2 separate regions of the Gossypium hirsutum genome follow, and region 2 is linked to region 1. A link is a contact called in public Hi-C data. All regions are on one chromosome and are shown on one strand. Each heading gives the region's core, a stretch centred on a gene start, on an enhancer-like site or on the middle of the called end of the contact. The rest is flanking DNA. Distances are from core to core; before and after follow the strand shown.

Evidence for each region. A called contact is a pair of places that touch in the nucleus more often than the background predicts.
Region 2: a contact with region 1 is called in a Hi-C map of leaf, with 1.7 times the contacts expected there. The contact joins the promoter of LOC107905184 here to the enhancer-like site in region 1. A contact is called at or near these places in 5 of 34 Hi-C or Micro-C datasets (all in leaf).

Annotation. Positions count from the first base shown.
Region 1 is chrD05:19,435,294-19,441,263 of Gossypium_hirsutum_v2.1, reverse strand. LOC107905178 (ergosterol biosynthetic protein 28) reads left to right here. Exons shown (of 3, transcript XM_041094203.1): 2 at 999-1,099; 3 at 1,829-2,215. The coding sequence ends at 1,927. Among protein-coding and RNA genes, the nearest start is that of LOC107905178, 4.2 kb to the left of the region's middle. Within about 2 kb of position 3,958, at least 4 of the 9 cell types and tissues checked have an H3K27ac peak or open chromatin away from gene starts, as enhancers often do. A contact at or near this core is called in leaf, where this site is marked.
Region 2 is chrD05:19,506,799-19,513,382 of Gossypium_hirsutum_v2.1, reverse strand. LOC107905184 (probable inactive poly [ADP-ribose] polymerase SRO3) reads left to right here and starts at 3,285. Exons shown (of 4, transcript XM_016831770.2): 1 at 3,285-4,477; 2 at 4,802-5,040; 3 at 5,134-5,258; 4 at 5,926-6,272. The coding sequence starts at 3,495. The coding sequence ends at 6,027.

The DNA.
Region 1 (5,970 bases), core at 2,709-5,208:
CAGACAGTTGATTTTGGGTCCATTGTCCAAGAAAGATATAGGATGTCTGAATTGGGATAAACAAGCACAAAACGATTTGGTGGAACTGAAATTCTACATGTATTCATTGCATCTTTGAGTATTATAGTTCTTTAAGTGCATGTTATATCCCATTGCATAACTCAAATGTAGTATGTTGAGGACTAAGGGGTCATAGGTGGTTTCCCCCATGAAAACAACTTAATTAATGAGGATTGTGGATTTTGGTTCTAGTTGAAACAGATGCGAAGAAACTATTAAATCACAGGTTTTTGGAGGGAATGGGTTTGGCTTATGAGGCAACTGGCTTGAGTTGAGATCACAAGTCAAGAAAGATACAAAATTTGGATTTTGACTGTGTTATCAGAAAAATTAACTACAACTCGAAAATGTCCCTGCTCCTTTCATGTATTCGGGTGCATGTTTATAGAATTGTCTTCGCACATGCTTTAGTGAAAGGGATCAAGAGGAAGGGTTACCTAAGTTCTAGTTAATACAATGCACTCACTCGTATACGCTGCATGCATATCAGATATGGCTTGAGCATGATACTTTGTGCATGTAATCCAATGGAGATGCACCATTTTTAGGAATTTTGACAGCGCATTTCATGACGAAAAGTAAAAGTATCTGTTTCAAGCAAAATAAACAAGATTAGGAATGAACCCCTGCTTTTTTGCTATTAAGATGCTCTAAAATTCTTTTCCACTATTGAAACCTACATGGAAGTGGAGAGATTGGAACTTGTGATAATATTCCTTTGAGATAACAATATTTGTCAAGTCTGGAATTGATATGATTTTTTACATTTTGTTCCAGTGACTGAACTTTCTAATATCCCATTTTGTGTGTTAAATGGCAACTTGATTACTCTTGCAGTTTCAGTTTTCCTTCTGTACCTTTACATATACTTTCCACCTAAGACTGCAATATGTTTTCCGCTAATTGTTCATCTCCTGTTTGTTCTAATTGATATGCAGTGTCTGAAGTTCATGGGAGGACGTTTGGAGTTTGGACGCTTTTGACTTGTACTCTCTGTTTTCTTTGTGCATTTAACTTGGAAAATAAGCCGCTCTACTTGGTGACGTTTCTGTCATTCATCTATGCATTTGGTCACTTTTTGACTGAATACCTCTTCTATCAAACAATGGCCCTCTCAAATCTGACGACTGTAGGCATATTTGCAGGTATGTTGCTCATGAGTTGACATGCCATCATATTAAGCTTGTGTTGCTTGTCACTACTTATGCATGAAGCCTTAATTCAAGTTGCTGAAACCTTTTTTTGCTCAACTTTTTAGTTTTTTTACTGTTTTTATCAGAAGTTTGTTGATTGCATAACTGACCTAGAAAAACAATCAGATTAAAATTTGATAAACGATGATTGTTTAATCAGATTAAAATATTTCGGCATATTGGTTAAATTCATATAAAAGCCACTGTACTTTTGTGAAATGCTTATATAAGCCTCTAACCTTTAATTTGTATCCAATTAAGCTCCTAAATTACTATGTTTTTCTGATTAAGCACTTTAACTAAACCCTTAATTTTCCAGCGGTTTTAGTGGTTTTCATGTATAAAAAGGGGTTTCATTAAACAAAAAATAGTACTTTAAGGGCCCAATTGAGTAAAATCGTTGATAAGAGCTTATAGGGGTTCTTTGAGCATTTTAGTCATTTATTTCTTGTAAGTTTTTCGCTCACCAATCACCATGGTCTGGTTTTTTCCTTGGGACATTTATTATCATGCTACCATGTAAAAGTCCCTATGTTTGCCTGTAATAAATTTGTCTTTTTACACCTCAAAATCAGGGACATCAATTATATGGATGCTATTACAGTGGAATTCACGTCAACCGACACATGTCAAGCGTATCTGAAAATGAACTCCTTTGGTTTCAGTTTGTTTAATCTTATCTCAGGCATGGGGATTTATCAGTATCCATTTTACATTCTTGATGAGTACTAACTGATAACATCTGTTTGCAATTAGATTCTGGAGTTACTGTCTAATAGACTCGCAATGAATTGAGAACATATATAGTTTAAAAAAGAGACATGATTTTAAGCTTCTATAGCTTTCTTAACTGATGGTATTTGGAATCTGTAGTTTTCTGAACCCAGTTGTAGGTCCCAGGAGCTTACACTTAGTGGATGATACTGTGAAAAAGCTGCCAATAAAATAATGGGTGTTTGTAAGGCCTTCCTTTCCATGTCCTTGTGTTGGCAAAGCTTTACAATCTTTGCTTTTTTTTGTTGCCTTAGTCAGATGATATTATGTACAGAAGCCATTTCCTTGCATCTTTGTTTGCCTTTCTTTACCATTTCCTTCACACTTCTCAAAACGTGGAAATTGAGCTGCCCTTGTATAGCTTGCTTTGCACAATGGCACTTGAGGCATCTTCATTCTATACCATTTCTTTCATGGTTTCATGCACAATGGCTAAAATGCTAAAAGAGTCCCTTTCCCTTTTGTTAGAACATGCTTTACCTTGAAACCTTTATACCTCTGGTTTCTGCTGGTTGATTGCTTTTGCATGGTGAACTCTTGAATTTATTTCCTTAAGTTATCTGAAGCAAAGAGCCCCACCCCAAGCTTAATCTGTCCAAGTAGGATCAAGAATGTTATAAACTGAAACAAAGCCTTTTATTCTCATAAACTTCAAAAGGTCACTGGTATTTGAGCTATTACATTCTTTTGATTCACAAAAATAACAAATGTAGCTCCTAATAAAGTGATCAAGTTAGTGTCGTTTAAATTCTAACAGTCTAACCAGCTTTTTTTGTCCAAAAAACAACAGTTTAACTAAATTTGAAAGATCGAAGGTCCAAATAATCAGGAAAAAGGGACCAAAGTGAAAAAGAGAAGGTAAAAAGCTAGGGCGAATAAACTGTCTCCTATTCCTCCATTTAAGGTAAATAAAAGCATTCCATGCAAGTTTCGACACAAGAAGAGACTTGTTGATGCCTCAATATCCATGAATTCTAGTTTCAATCTCACTACCACAAAAAACACAGCTTCCTTCAATAGACAGTCCCATTGAAAGTAGTCTCTCCTTAGTAGGCAACATGTCAAGAATAGTCATCCAAGTAATAATGGAGTGTTCGGGTATCTTCAAAGTATGGCACACTAGTTTATTCCATTTCACTTTCACTTTTCTCCTCCTAATGTGCTCCCGATTTTAAAAACAGATTTTGCTCCAACAGTAATATCCATTAACTTCATAAGTTCCCTCCAAATCCAACTTCCATTTACCGAAATTGAAGTCTGCCAAAAGGATACACACTTTAAAACATAAGCATGTAACCATGATATCCATTAGGATCCTCCACCGGAAAGAATCTCTCTAAGCTTCACTAAACAAGCTTGCTTTCATGTCATCAAGTCCTTCATCCCCAGACCATCCTCAGACATAGGATGGCAGATCAAACTCCAACTTACTCTTGTTCCCTTTGTTGGATCATAACCTGGAGCAATTTGATTGATTTTTTGAATAACTATTTTAGGGAAAAAGAATTGCGTGCACCAACAACTTTGAGCATTGAAAATCACCGATTAGAATCTTAGCTAATAGAATCAAATGCTCCCTGTAAATAAAATTTGACAACACATTGAGGAGATAAAGTTGTCCTCCTATAGCCCTCTACAAGTTCTTGGGCCATTAAAATATTATCCTTTATGCTTCGTCCTTTCACAAAGGCACTTTAGCTTCTGGAGCTCACATCTAATAAGTGCGTTCTAAGCCTTTTAACCAAAATCCTAGTGATACATTTGTAAACAACAGAACAAAAAAAAATTAGCCGAAACTACCTCATATGACCAAGAATTTTCACCTTGGGTACCAATACAATAGTGGTTGTATTAAAAGCAGACATCAGCTTAGAATACTTGAAAAAATATAGCAGTCTTTAGTCACATTAGCTTTTACAATATACCAGGCAACTTTGAAAAAATGGGCAGTGTACCCATCCGGCCCAGGAGCCTTATCACCATTTTGCTCAAACATAGCCTCATGGATCTCCTCAAAAGCAATGACCTAGCAAGATCATAGAAAAATTCTTTGGCACTACTTCCTTTGAGAGAACAACCAGAAACATTCATATCAGGCGAGCCAATAAGTTGTGATTACCATTGGAGATACATACTTAACCCTTTCTCTATCTGACAAGTCTCATTATTTATCTCTTTAGCCTTAAGACCTTCGAAGTTGCCAAAGAAATTAACAACAAACAACATAAAAATAAAAAAAAGGTATTGATTAAAAAAATAAAAATAACATAAAATCCAGACAGAAGCTCATAAACCAGAATGCGAAAGTTGGAAGAAGAAATGATACCCTCTTGAAAAGGAATTGACAACAAAAAATGACTTTTGAGTAAGGAAAAAACAATAACCCTTTTGGTAACATGGAATTTTAGATTCGCTCATATCCAAGGGAATCTCTACTTTTCACAAGCAGCAGCCACAGACTGATATTTCTCGAGGAAAAATCATTATCCAAAGGGCCTGGTGGATGCCATGGAATATGTTAGCCATAAAAAAAAATGGAGAAGTGAAGTGAGTTGGTTCAAAGTTTATGCAATGAAAACAAAACAACGTGGGGATTGTGTTTTATTCATCTTTGAAGCAAAGGGAATGTCAGCCCCTCAGCCAACATTTGTTTGATTCATGTCTAATTTAGGGGTTTTTACTTCGTTTAGCAATTATCTGCCATGAATACTCTGTAACTTGTGGATGTTCTTTGATTCTATGAAAAACATGACTAAAATCATTTTCTTCCAAAGAAAAATGATGTTAACACATGTCTTTTATACCAAAACTGAAGATCCCATCCTTGAGATTTTAATCTTCCTAAGAAGCATGCCACTTGGTTTTTCTCATCGACATGCCTGAAATGCATAACATTCAATTTGTTTTTATCTTGAGAGGTGGTAAATCAACCTTTATCGCCTTTACTTTTCATTTTTCAACTGAAACCATGAAATCTCCTTTTTGCTAATCACTGGTGGCCACTGTCACATACCGCACAGCTCTACCAGAATCAGAAAAAAAGTGTAGAAACAGAAGAGAACTTTTAACAAAGTTCTTTTTATCTTTTACCTCTCAAGGTTTTACATTTACCATGCAAATCCATGCATAAACATAACCATCTTCATACTTGCTAAGAAACTTATCAAACTCATTTATTAAGCATCTGGGTTACTTTTTTATGACAAAAAATTTCTAATCACAACATCATGAAGTTTAATCTTAGGTATAGTCACCAGTCACCTTAGTAAGCAATAAAGTAGAAAGAGAAGGGCTGAGGAGACAGATCGCAGCTCTGCAAAAACCAATGAATCAAGAAGATGAAGCCTTCACTTCCTTTACTATTTCTAACTGCAATCTTTTTTTCAGGCCCATATTCAATGCTGCATTTAATGTCTTTTTTTCTCCCCTCTAATCTTTTTTACATGAAAGGAAACAGACAATTCACAAACAATCCACCAACTCTTTATTATTTACAAATAGGATTCTAACAGAGGCAGTTCAATTATTTATGTAAGATCAGTTTCAGAGAAAAAGCATGGCCCATACCTTGGAATGCATCTCTTTTATTATTACTATGTTGAAGCCCGTTTTCTCATCAGTACAAAGATATTTTTCTGTCTCCTTCATATATAATATCCGACAAAAAACTGTTTCGTTAACTTTAACACCACGTGAAGGTTATCCATTTAACTTTGTTAATCATGATTAAGATCATGAGTTACGCTGGGGTATTTTTATCACTTCGAGGTGGGGGTGTCTAAAATACAAGAGGAAGAACAGGGTCTAAACCCCTCTAATCTTACATGTCTTGTAATATACGAAACCAGTAACTGTCTGCATCTTTATTATCTATTTTAAATGATCAATGTCGTCACTTGTCATCAAAAGTAACAAATATCTGATCTCATCTCATCACTCGTAA
Region 2 (6,584 bases), core at 2,036-4,535, 73 kb before region 1:
ATACCTTATACACTTGTTAACCCCCCTAACCTTATTTTTAAAGTCTAAAAGCTCCACTAATAATTTTTTAAACTCGCTTGTGGAGTTAAAAAATTCCACCACTAATACATCAAACAATAATTTAAAAATAATATCTAAAAGATCATTAAAAAAACTCATATTATTAAAATAAATCCTAAAATCCTAAATTAAATAAAAAACCTAAAATCAAATCCAATTATCGGAAAAAATCACAAAACTTTGAAGCCTAAGATGCAGATATCACTACGTGTGAGTTTGACATAGGTGTATTAATTGTAATGAGTTGCTAAATATGCTCTGCAATTTATAATTGTAATGATTGATTTATAAAAACATTAAATATATAAAATTTTCCGATACAAACCTTAAAAAACCCCTAAAAAAATTTTATCAGATATAAATCTAAGTTGAGTTTAAAAAATAGATATAATGATAAATTTAATTTTTAATATTTATATTTTTTATTAATTTAATTTTTAAAAAAAATTAAATTTTGACTATTAAACTTTCAAAGAAGGTTAAGTTAATTTTCTTTAAAAGAAACGGAAACTAAAACATTAATTTTTTTAACAATATTGACATGACAATTTTTGTGGTAGTCAATGTGTATTTAACTCATATGCCACGTGAACAAATAATTTAAATTATAATTTATATAAATCCATTATTTAGAACTACCATCTCTATGATTAATAAATTAACCTTTTAAAGACAATTCTTTAATGAAACTCTAAAAACTTTTCTCTTCTTTCTCCAAATCGTTTACTTCTTCTCTTTTTTTGCTTATACATGTAGTATTGCTTTTGCAAGTGATTTTACAGATGGTTTTGTTGCCGTCCTCTCCAGTTTGGTGGATCCTCAGTTCTTCTGTCGATTTTTGCTTGTCACTTTGGACCATTCAAGACCGATTTCCTTATCGTATTAAGTGCTAATTACAATCAATTCAGATATGTCATGATTGATTTATGACAGAGCCAATTGTCAATGTGCCATAATATTCTATTGATGTTGAGGCTGAATCCTTTGTTGTATCGATGGAGTTTATCCTTTACCGCCTACGACCGATGTTTGTTTTTTTTTCCGAATTGTATGGACTCATTCACAGAATGAATTAATAAATTTTCCTTTTAAAAAATAATTTAAAATTTATAAAATATTCAAAGAATAACCATTTTTATCTAGTTTTTGTGTTGTTCAATAGGGCTATAACCATGAAACTTGATACAATGGACATGTGTGTTAATGTTAGTTCCGGCATATGAGGTAGCAAATGTGAAACTATTTTCTTTTATGTTTCATGTCATGTTATTGTTTAAATTATATCCATTTGGCTTCTCTATTTATTAGTTAACATTTTAATCTCAAGACACAACATGAAATTGTGATTATCTTCATACCCATTAAAGGGACCAAAACTTGAAAATTACTCGTCTTCTTGCTTGATCTCTTTGCCAAAACTGATATGGGTAGAGCTAACATCAAATGAACTTCAACTTGGTGCACTCGCAAACATGAGAAAAATAATTTTCTTTATTAGTAACAGTGCATGTAATTCACCAAAGTCTCCAAAGTGTGAATAATAGAATAATTAGTAGCCAAAGTAGTGTTGTCATTATACAAAATATTAGATTGAAATGATGACATTGGCTTATAGGTCGTGAAAGATCTGGTTGGAGTGTGATAAATAATTCAGTCTTTATATAAGGGTGATAAAGATTGAAATGAAACAAAAGGAGTGTGATGAGAAGATGCTAATGGTGGTGGTTTTTTCTAGGATTGAGAAGTCATATTCATGGGTAGAGTTTCTTCTTACGTTTGGTGTTCCGGTAGTTCTTGATATCATTGTTAGTCCTTCCTAATAACTACCCAACTATTATTGGTCATAAATCACGTGGCATCGAACTATTAAGATCCTATCTATATTTGTGAATTATGTAAGTCTATAAAAATAGCCACCAGTATTATGTTGTGAAGAATATCAATAGTCATGATTTTATTGTTTGAACCAAATCAATCTTTTACAATTGCTTTTAATATTACTCAATTAATGTGTTTAAAGGAGATGTTACAAGCACATATTTATTTATGTAATTTAAATTATAATTATTACTATATTTATGAGAATTAATACTATTTAATTTTAAAAAAATTAAAAATATGTCAAAAATTATTTTGAATAAGAAGAGAATCTTTTAGAAAACCTACCAAATACCATAAAAATATTTTACATAAAATCATCAAAAAGAAAATATCACATTTTCTAACAAATAAGTTCATTTTTCAAAAATTATTTTTTGTAAACTGTTTTTCATGAAGCAAATAGACCCTTAGTTGAAGATGGGTGGGTATTTGCTTATGGTTGCTACGGGTTCTTCTTGTTCCGGTTGTTTAGGAAGTGGAAGATGGGTCAAGACATGGTGCTCCTTTCTCATTGGCCGGAGCTCACTACAGTGCCTGGTGGCGGTTGCCGGTTGGTGAAGGTGCTAGTGCCCTTTGGTTCTTTGTGATTTTTTATTGGAATGGGCTTGGCCTTTGTTTACTTTTGTTTGGGCATGCTGGGCCTCTTTTTTGGGCCCTTGATGACTTATACTACATGTATTAAGCGCTTTTCAATTATGAAACTAAAATTAAAATATATATTAATTTATGTTAAAAATATTGGATTATGTGACATCCAAAAGGCGAATGCGAATGAAAGAAAAAAAATTATGAAACGAAGATATATTTAAATTTAAAATTAAAAAAGTAAACACCATTGTAGACCATTGGTTGAGATTTCTTTGTTCACTTTAAGGATTAAAGTACAAACTTTAATAATATATTTTAAATAATAAGTTATTAAAAAAATAATTTTACGATAATATTTATTATTTTAAAACTTAAATCGGAGTATTTAAAAAATAGAATACTTAATTTGCAAGTTTGGAACACGGATTTGAAGGGAAGTTGAGAGTATAAAAGTCGGCATTTTGGGGGGTTGACCTAATGTAAGGCATAAATTCATTTTTTTTTCTTTTTAAATGTCTACTTTCTTTGGGCCGAAGAAAGAACAAAAAAATGTCCGAATCCAACATCTGACGTGGCAAAGATAAGTAGACGAAGAGAAAAGCTACTTAGCCAAGAAGTTGTTGTTTAATAATCATCGCTCTCGTCTCGAACAAACGTTTGTTGCGGGCCCCACAAATCCGTAACCGCCTCAAAGCGAATTATCTAAAACACCCCTTATTCATTTCCAGCAACGCCGCCTTAACGGTCATTAATTCGAAGACCTGCTTTTGTAATTTCATATAAAACCCTAATCTTAATCTTTCACGGAATTTTCATGCTTTGAGCGCCTTTATATAAGGCGGGTTCTGTTTTCAATCTCTTCCGATTCTACTGGTTGTCTTTTTGTTTGAATCCTGAAGAATTTCTTCAGTTCCTTTTGGTTTTTAATTTATTATTTATAGTTCCAAGAAATCTCAACAGCGACGATGACCATGAATCTGGTGGAATCCGTTGGCGTTAGGGTTCCTCCTAGTGCACCGGCATCGTTTTTCTCCTCTAAAGGTACGTGTAAACGCGGCGGCAGCGTCCGATCTGGTTTCTGCAAACGAGATTTCTCACAGAACAACGCAAATTTCGGATGGAGCGCGGTTCCGTTGCGGTTCATGTACTTTCGTAATGATTCATGGGTTAATTTCTCGGCCGATGTAGTAGAAACGCTCCGAGCCGGTTTCTTGGAGCGGAAACCGATTATCGAGACGTCGATTGACGGTTCGAAGTATATATTTGATTTCAAGAGGATGCTGCAGATCGAGTACTCGACAGGTAATTGCCGGTCAATTTCTTGGATAGACGAAAGTGGCAAGTGTTTTTTCCCTAGCGATTTTTTTAGCGAAGAAGAATTTATTGAATCAGAATGTAGTGAGTGGGATGATTATACTAGCTGTAATTATAAAAATAAGAATTGTAATTGCAATCCTAAGATTGAGATTGAAGTTAAGATTGATCGACCTTCATCGAAAAGAAAGAGGGAGGAGGAGCCTGAAGTGAGTTCCTCTTACAAAGCCGCGGGGAATGATGCGGTCAAATGTCAGCGTTTGGAGGAGGGAGGAGATGCTAAATGGCCTAATACGATACGGTTAAATGAAACAGATATGACGTCTATGCTCGTGAAGGATAATTTCTTGAAAGGAATTGCGAAAGTTGATACTGGAGCTTTAGTTACTTCAATTTTTCAATGTAAGCGAGAAACGCATTTGGACAAAGCTCGTCACGAAGTTTTTCAAAAGCAGAATGAGGTTACTAAGGCTGCCAGGGGCTCTTCAAATATGGTTTATGCATGGTTTGGGGCTTCCGCCAAGCGTGTGGAGAGTGTTCTGGCCCATGGGTTTGGCTCACCTACTATGCTTCCCGCGGCTGATGCTTATGGGATTGGCATTTATTTATCTCCCGTAGGCTTGCCACACTTGAGGTAAAATCTTTGTTTGCTACCATTAATAAGTTAGTTTTCACTCAGGGACTAAGGCTGTTATCCTATTAGATTACTATTGGATTCGAGATTGAGGTCAAGGCTCAAGCCTAGTTGGTGCAAGGGGAAATTCTGGCTTGAGCAGTTCTCTAGCTGAAACTAGAACTAGAAGTGGTTTAGTATCATATATTTATGTAATATCTATACCAGGTTTTCTCAGTTTTTGATCGGGTTTTATTACTCCTTGTTACTTCGTTTCTTTTCTGGTAATTTTTACTGTCATGCTGTCATTTTTCTATCTGTTTAATGTTGGGTTAATGGTTGCAGTGCAAAGCTTGCTGATGTTGATGGAAATGATCTAAAACATCTTATTCTGTGCCGGGTGATATTGGGAAATGTCGAAAAAGTAGAAGCCGGATCAGAACAGCATCTCCCATCTAGTGTAGATTTTGACACTGGTTCTGATGATCCCAAGAACCCGAAGTGGTATGTGGTATGGTCAAATATTGCAAACATGAATATTCTTCCCGAGTCTGTTGTGAGTTTCAGACCTAGTAACATGCAAGGTAAGCTTTTCTTCTCTCCTTGGTACCCTTTTTATTGTTTCCTTGTATATTTTAGTAGTTAACGTTTTGTATGTTTGTATGATTCTCTTGTAGGTCAAGCTCCACTGAGGGCAGTTGCTGGTGTCAAGTATTCCCTTGAAAAATTATTTTCGAAGATTAAGAGCTCTCTACCTCCTGGCAAAGTCCAAGAAATATTGATGATATACAGCACATATAGGGTAAGTAGGTGTGCCTGTCAATTAGATTAGGTTGAACGAAACTAGATCTTGTGGAATCATATTGAATATTTGACTATACACCGTACTTTGCTAAAAAATCGATCCCTGTTTACCAACTATACATTGTCTAACCAAATCTAATTCTCACTCGATATGTTCCTCAAAAAATCCGATTGGTGTGGATTCTTCCCCCAACTAACGAAGAGATCTTGGCGGAATTGCTACATATGAAATTGAACACAATTTTGCAAAGAAATAGCCACTTGCCTCCCGGGAAGAGATGGGAAACATGCACAATATCATTTGATTGAATAGTTGACCCACCTCCTTGTTGTTTGACGAAACCCTTCACTTCAATTGATATTTTTTCACGAAAAGCGAACATGAGATTACAAATCCAGTCTTTCACTCAAATTTCGAATAGCTGTCCTGAGTTCAAGTTGATTATGTTTCGCCTCTTACTGAGTTCAAGTTGATTATGTTTCGCCTCTTACTCGGATAAAGACGATCAAACAATTCCCAATCATTGTCCTTGTGGATCGAATCATCTATATAATTTACAAAAAGGAACTCCAGATATCTCTTGTTGCTTGGAATGGAAGTCGCATTCTAAAATCTAAGCATGTTTTGATAGCTCTTTTTTTTTTTGCCCAATTGTTTACCACAGGCTGGAATGATGGCCAAGGATGCTTTTATAAAGAAATTACGGCGGGTTGCTGGGGATGAGGTCCTGAGATCCGCTATTCAGGATATCAATGCTTCTGGATGATTTGGAAGTTGGAATTGTTTGGGTTACCTATTTATTTGCTTATGCTGTTTGAGAGAGGGGAAATACCAAATGTAATTGTTACCTCACAACTCTTAGGAAAAGCAAATGCCTAGACCACTAAATCGACAGAAGTCATTCTTAGTTTTTTATTGATCGGGGGATTTAGGATTTCTCTTTGTTTTAAACCACAGAATGTGTAGCAATCATGATTTAAGTTATTATAAAGTTCACAATTTCTCTCTTAATTTTTCATTTTCCTTTCTCATTGTAGATTTTATTTTGTGGAAGCTCACTGTTAATTTTATTAAAGCTGCAAGCTTGACACATTTAGTTTTAAAATCTCTGAAAGGCATGTTTCTCTTTACTTTTTTAACATTATTACTTACCCTTAGATCTCACCCATATCCACGGGTTCTTTTTGCTCTCGAAGCGTCATCTAATTATTTGTGTTCGGTATCTTCTTATGTTTTGGTGGTTTTCATTTTAACGTGGTTCCGATTTGTATTTTGTTGGCTTTTAGTGTGTTGTGGATCTATAGTATTCTTTTGGGTTTAACA